Regions from separate parts of the Capra hircus genome. Here region 1 is linked to region 2. A link is a contact called in public Hi-C data. All regions are on one chromosome and are shown on one strand. Each heading gives the region's core, a stretch centred on a gene start, on an enhancer-like site or on the middle of the called end of the contact. The rest is flanking DNA. Distances are from core to core; before and after follow the strand shown.

Evidence for each region. A called contact is a pair of places that touch in the nucleus more often than the background predicts.
Region 1: a contact with region 2 is called in a Hi-C map of liver, with 5 times the contacts expected there. The contact joins the enhancer-like site here to the promoter of LOC102173969 in region 2. A contact is called at or near these places in 3 of 5 Hi-C or Micro-C datasets (blood and liver).

The regions. Positions count from the first base shown.
Region 1 is chr19:56,239,965-56,243,264 of ARS1.2, reverse strand. No RefSeq gene overlaps it. Among named protein-coding and RNA genes, the nearest start is that of GPR142, 20 kb to the left of the region's middle. Within about 2 kb of position 1,449, at least 4 of the 5 cell types and tissues checked have an H3K27ac peak or open chromatin away from gene starts, as enhancers often do.
Region 2 is chr19:56,167,118-56,170,409 of ARS1.2, reverse strand. LOC102173969 (CMRF35-like molecule 8) reads left to right here and starts at 2,037. Exons shown (of 7, transcript XM_013972661.2): 1 at 2,037-2,337. The coding sequence starts at 2,277.

The DNA of each region.
Region 1 (3,300 bases), core at 200-2,699, 73 kb before region 2:
AGGGGCGTTGGGGCACAGCTGGCTGGGAGGGTTCCTTCCACCTGCTAAGCCCGATGCTGGCCTGGGCCAGGGACTGTGGGAACTGAGGGTCACAGGCCGGGTGCCCCAACCGGTTCAGGTGCCCACCTGGCTGGCTGGACGTGGCCGGAGGAGAGATGGCTGGGGAGCCGCGTGCCAGCAGTCACCGGTTCACTTCGGGACATCACGTGGGGTGGGTTAGAGCAGGAGTTCTAAGCTCTCCATCGAGAGCGCTTCCAGGGGCCTGACTTTTGAGAAGTGACTGACAGGTGGGGTGATGGCACAGTATTTTGGCTTTAATGGTGGGGAACCCACTGAGCTGGCACCAGGGCACCTGGGCTCTGGACCTTCTCTGATACCAACACACTGCATGACCTTGGAAAAGTCATTTCTGGCCCCAGGGGTCTCAGTTAGCTCATCTGTAAAATGTGGAGGTTGGACAAGACAGGACCCACGGTCAAGTCCATTGGCAAACTCCCGAGTCCTGGATGAACCTCAGTTCAGAGTAGAAGGGTGAGACACAGCCTGCTGGTTGGGAGGCATCTCACAGAATAAGCAGCAGCTTCTGAGAATCGCCCGTGGACCAGTGTGTGTTTGTGGTGTGTGTGTGTGTGTGCACGCCTCCTGGCCTTCTGAGACCTCTGACCTCTCTTAGACCTGCTGCCTCACCTCCAGGGAGCTCCTCTGTGATGAAATAGAAGTGGGCTCCCATAGAGTGAAAGTGTTAGTTCCTCAGTCATGTCCGACTCTTTGCAACCCTATGGACGGTAGCCTACCAGGCATCGCGGTCCATGGGATTTTCCAGGCAAGAATACTGGAGTGGGCTGCCATTGCCTTCTCCAGGGGATCTTCTCAACCCAGGGATCTAACCCAGGTCTCCTGCATTGCAGACAGACGCTTTACCATCTGAGCCACTAAGGAAGCCCAATACTATCTATTAATATTGTTTAAATCAGTGTATGATAATAAATATTAATATATTTAACAATATTAATAATTAATAAAATGAAAACAATAACAGAAGTAGAGCGTGGACTTCCCTGGTGGCCCAATGGGTTAAGACTGAACTTCCAGTGCAGGGGGCACAGGTTCGATCCCTGGTTGGAGAACTAAGATCCCACATGTCACATGACATGGCCAAGAATAAATAATTTTTTTTTTTTTTTTAAGTAGGGTGTCCTATGTGAGAGGTAAGAAGTGCATACCTGGTTTTCTCTGATTGGTCCTAAGCTGGAAGCCCGGATGAGAGTTAGGGCAGCTGTCAATCATTAATCAAGCCCTGCCCACGTGGGATGATTGCTACCAGGGTTACTGTTTGCTTTCTGGACCACTTGTCCGGGATAGCGGTCTGATTTCCTACAAGTCTGACTTACGGCTAGCAGGCCGGCTTCCTGGCATGGTTGCCGCTGATTGCGGGTCAGAGATCTATTTTTACAGAAGCTCTGGCCATGATCCATCTGTATATTTAGTGTCTCAACAACAACCCATGAGTATCATCCATTTTTCAGGCAAGCAAACGAGGAAGTCATAGGGCCGAAGTCATAGGGCCAGTAAATTTCAGAACCTGGACAGGAAGCCACTAGTTTCGAGCTTATATTTCTTTGCCTTTCAGTCTTCTGGAGGCAAGGATCCTGACCCCTAGCCTCCAGCCCCTGTGCCAGTACATTGAGCTTGCTCTCAGTAAATATTCATTAAAGTTAAGGCGTAGTAAAGTTGGAGGGAACCAGGTAGAAATGCAAAATGAAAGTGTGTGTGTGTGGTGGGGTGGGTAGTTCCCTGGTGGCCCAGTGGTTATGATTCTGGGCTTTCACTGCAGTGGCCCAGGTTCAATACCTCATCAGGAAAATGAGATCCCACAAGCCACCTGACATAGCCAAATAAAATAATAGAACAGAATGGGGTGCTGAGGGATCCTGGCTGGAAGGGCACCTGCAGTTAGAACCGTCAAGCATTCGACCATCTTCTCTCTTGGCATCCCACAGGCATCTCTGCACTCCGGGCTTGGAAGCCGAAACCACAGGCTGAGACATGCGGGTCTGGGCCAGCTGGGTGGGAGGGAATTCGCCTCTGGGAGACAAAAGCCATCCGCCCAGCGGCCTGTCCACCACCCTGTTCTAACTGATGCATTGGGAGGTCTGGTCCAACCTCGTTGAGTAATTAGGGCAGTCAAGAGCTGAGAAGGACACTTCCTCCCAGGAGCCGGCCTGGGGGTCTGGCCAGGTGAGGGGACGGGAGCCTCCAGCCCTGTTGAAGGCAGAATTCTCAGGCGGCCACGTGATCTCTACCCCTGTCCTCGGGAGTTACTCCGTGATTATATTATGTTACACAGTAAAGGAGAGAACCACACTGCAGGGGAGGGTGGTGACCTGAGGTCAGGTGATGGGGTGGTCAGACAACCCCCACCCCGGGGCAGGGGGAGGTCAGGTGATCTGGCTGCTAGCGTGTTCTGTATTCGCCCTGAGATTCCACGAGCCCTAGTTTGTGTATCTCTGAAGGGAGCCGTTGGCCTGAGCAATCTAACCCTGCCAACTGTGATCTGGATTCCTCTGAGGCCAGGAGAGGCTAGGAAGAAGGCCAGCTCCTCTGGGTGATGCTGGTCCAGTGGATGTAGGCGGCTGTTCAGTCCCGTGGACAGAAATAAGCAGAAGAAATCACTTCCGGATGTGGGTGCAGTGACCCTGGACCCGTGGGATTCCCACCCCACCCTCTGCAGCCTCAGTTCCTCTACGACCTCAGGTTGGAAGGGCTGCACCTAGAAGAACCAAAGAGCATGGCTGCTGACCTTTCCCAGGGCTTGGTTCTGCCTTCTCCCTGGGGCCTTACAGGAGGGTGTGGTCACAACTGATAAAGACCTGAGCGTCCAGCCAGCCCACTCAGTACACACAAAGGTTGGGCATCAGGAGCCTGAGCCAGGGCTGGGGAGGTGACTGGCCCCTCGCCACCGCCACCCACGGGCCTTCTGACACCATGTGGACGAAATTCACTGCAAGAGAAAGGAAGTGGGCAGGGCCTGCACAGTGCCGCTAGAAGTTTCCGTGGCTCTGCCTCCATCAGCCTCTCTTTCTTCTTTTCCCCAGAAAGGCATCCACCAGAGGGCTTGGTTCCCTGAAAATCTAAAGGAAGAAAAAAGCACCTAGAGATGATCACACTAAGAGAAGTAAGTCAGAAAGACAAGCACTACGTGATATCACTTATATGTGGAATCTGAAATATGACACACATGAGCTTATCTTCAAAACAGAAACAGACTCACAGACGTAGGGAGCAGACTTGTAGTTGCCA
Region 2 (3,292 bases), core at 788-3,287:
CCTGGGGTGATGAACCCCCCGGGGTGGTGCATCCCACCACCACACACGCCTCCTGAGCATAGTAGGTGCTCAGTGGCCACCAGAGGCCTTTGCCCCCAGCCCCGTGCCCCGCTGCCAGCTCGCCCAGATGTCCAGCTCGCCTCGTCTCCCGTCCCAGACACCAGCTGCTTCCTGCTTCTCAGTTCAGCCTCTCAGCCACACCTGCCCCACTGTGGGGGAGACACGCCCTCCCTGAGGCTCCCTTGGCTTTCCTTCCTGGCAGGAGGAGGAAGAAGCAGGGCTGAGGGAGCCTCACCTCCCTGGGGCGAGGGTGGTGGCTCTGAGATTTCGATCCCCCAGGGAGGGAAGTTCTGCAGGGCCCCACCCCCAAATCTGGATTCTCAGAGCTCAACGGGCGGCTGCAGGTCTGCCCATGAACCCCCTACCCATCACCACCACATCATCCCTGCCCACTGGCCTCCAAGCACTGGCGTCCACACTGGGAATAAGATCCAAGAGCCTGGGAAGAGACCACCAGAGCCTGTGATGAGGGGCTCTCTGGTTGCAAGACCCCCCGCTCTGAGGAGGGTGTTCAGGCCTGCAGCTGGCGGGTTCCATTTTCCCCTACATCTCACGCACTGATGGTCTGTGAAGGCCAGTGGGGAAAGTACTTCTTTCTTAATTTTCTGACATCATGGGGTAATTTTGCATCAATCTGTTTCTTTCTTAGGGTTTGTGGGCAGGTTAGGGTGAACAGGATGTGGGTGGTGCGGATCAATTGCCCTGGCCTTTCTTCTTTGCTGGCAGGAGGAGAAGAGGACGACAGAGGATGAGATGATTGGATGGCATCACTGACTCAGTGGACATGAGTTTGGGCAAGCTCCGGGAGTTGGTGATGCAGAGAAGCCTGGCGTGCTGCAGTCCACGAGGTCGCAAAGAGTCAGACGTGACTGAGCACCTGGACTGAACTTCCTCTTTGCTATAGTTTAAGTGTTTAGGTTTCTAAGGACAGGTGCGTCTGGCAGACTATTTGTAAAGCATATGTCTTCCTATCAAACCCTATTTTCTGGGACACCCCTGGTTCTCCAGTGGTGAAGACACCGTGCTTCCACTGCAGGAGACTTGGGTTTGAACCTTAGGGAACAAAGATCCCACATGTGCATGGCAGGGGCCAAAATAAATTTTTAAAAATCCTATTTTCCTATTGCCTTTCATTAGAGGAAAGAAATATTTCCTTGGGGAAGAAACTGACTTGAGGACACTATTATCTCATCTTCAAGGGTTTGCGTAATTATGATACTATTCTATCCCCCCCGATTAGCTGTTGTCACTGGCATTTTATGGAGCTTCGGGCTTGGGTCAAGGTCACACCAGTGGCCCAAAGGGTGGCTGTGTATGAGCCACCAGCCGGTGCCTCCCTGCTCTTGACCTTGGCATTCAAGACCTCGACTTTTGGTGGTTGAAAAATATACGTTTCTGGAAATGTTATAGGCAGAACAGGAAGGGAAGGGCATTCAGGGGACTCCGGATGGGGGCATTTAGAGTTAACTCTCTGCAAGCTCTCAGGTGGCACATTAGGACTGGTTTCCGATGCTCGTGAGGCTGTTCTGTGCAACCTAGGGGCACGTGTCACAAGGCACATGTGTGTGTGTATTTGGAGTCTGAGCTCCACGTGGATTGGGGAAGGAGGGGTCCACACAGGCTTGCTGAGTCCCGCTCTGTGCTCAGCCCTGAGCTGGGTTCGGTGGGGGCTGCCTGGGAAAGAAGGTCACCGCCCGAGGACCTTCAGGCCAAGTGGAAGACAGGTTTCCAACTCAGGGACTCTGGGGTCATGGTGCCACCTTGGGGGTGCAGGCCTTGAGCCGGGGAGCTCGTGGAAGGGCTGCTCCCTGGGGCGGTCACAGTGTGGGACACACCCAGGGCCCTTGCTCCTCCCCGGGGCTCTCACCCCGACCACAGGGAAACCAAGGAGCTACTGGCTGGGCTAGACGGGAACGTCAGCCTGTGGTTTGGGGGTGGGAGGGAAGGGGAGGTGAGCTAGGGGCTTGGGAGGGCTCCTCACCGGAAGTACCTACAGAACGTGGCCAGGGGGTCTCGAGCACCGCCAGTAGGTTTGCTCCTCTGCCATCTTCTCACCAGCTCCAGGAACAAAACCGAAAAGAAGCCAAACAAGGAAGCAACAAGGCTTGAAGAAAAGCAGAAGTGGGAGCCTGCAGGCCTGACCCCTCCTGGAAGGGGACTGAGACCTCAGGACCGGCTGGCCTGGAGCTGTTGCAGGCGACGTCTGTGCTGGAGCGATGGCCCAGCTGCACCGAGCTACGTGGCTGCCCCCGGCTCTGCTGCTTCTCTGGGTCCCAGGTGGGGGCTGCCAGGGGAGGGGGGTGAGGGGAAGGGTGGAGGGTGGGGATGGAAGGGGGGAGGGTGACTCAGACTGGGGCACGGTCTGCCCACTGCTTAAGATGGACCCCATCCTCGGAAGGCAGGGGTGAGTGTCCATCTCCGATTCTGCATCCGTCTGGCCTTGCAGGAGCCACAGTGGGACACGGAGGAGGGGCTTTGCTGAAGGTTTGGGGATGAATTATTAGAGGAAGGAGGGCAAAAGGCAGGGAGTACCAGAGTGGGTGGCAGGGTGACCGCTGGGCACACCCAGGACGTGCTCATTGACAGGAGGTACCCTCTGGGTCACGGGTCCAGGGGGTGGAGGAAGCGTGGGGACCAGGCTGGGGCCAGCCCTGGTCTCAGGGTCACGGAGGTGAATGAACAGCCAGGGTGGCTCGAGGGGCCGGGACCTCAGGGGGCTGGTGGTCTCCAAGGAAGGGAGATGGAGATTCCCATCCCATCCGGGAAGGCGAGGGGGAGGAAGCAGGGAGGGGGGAGGGCAGAGCAGCTTCAGGGAAGGGAGGAGGAGGCTTGCTCCCTGGAGGAGAGGGCTTCCTTGTGTGATTTCTCTCCTGGGCCTCCAGGGGTGTTCACGGCTCTCGGACACCTCCTGCAGTCTTTCGAGTTTCATCCTTGTGTGTTTTGTCACTCAGTCGTGCCTGACTCTTTGGATCCTGAGGACTGTAGCCCACCAGGCTCCTCTGTCCGTGGGGAATCTCCAGACAAGAATACTGGAGTCAGTCATTGCCATTTCCTCCTCCAGGGGATCCCATCTTTCCAACCGAGGGACTGAACCCCTGTCCGCTGCGTCTCCTGCTTTGCAGGCAGGTTCATTACCACTGAGAAACTGGCCACCTGCTCATGACTCATTTTCCACTGTCCCTCTACGGGGTTCTTGTGTGTTCGCAGGATCTGCCTGGGTGGAGGTTTCGTT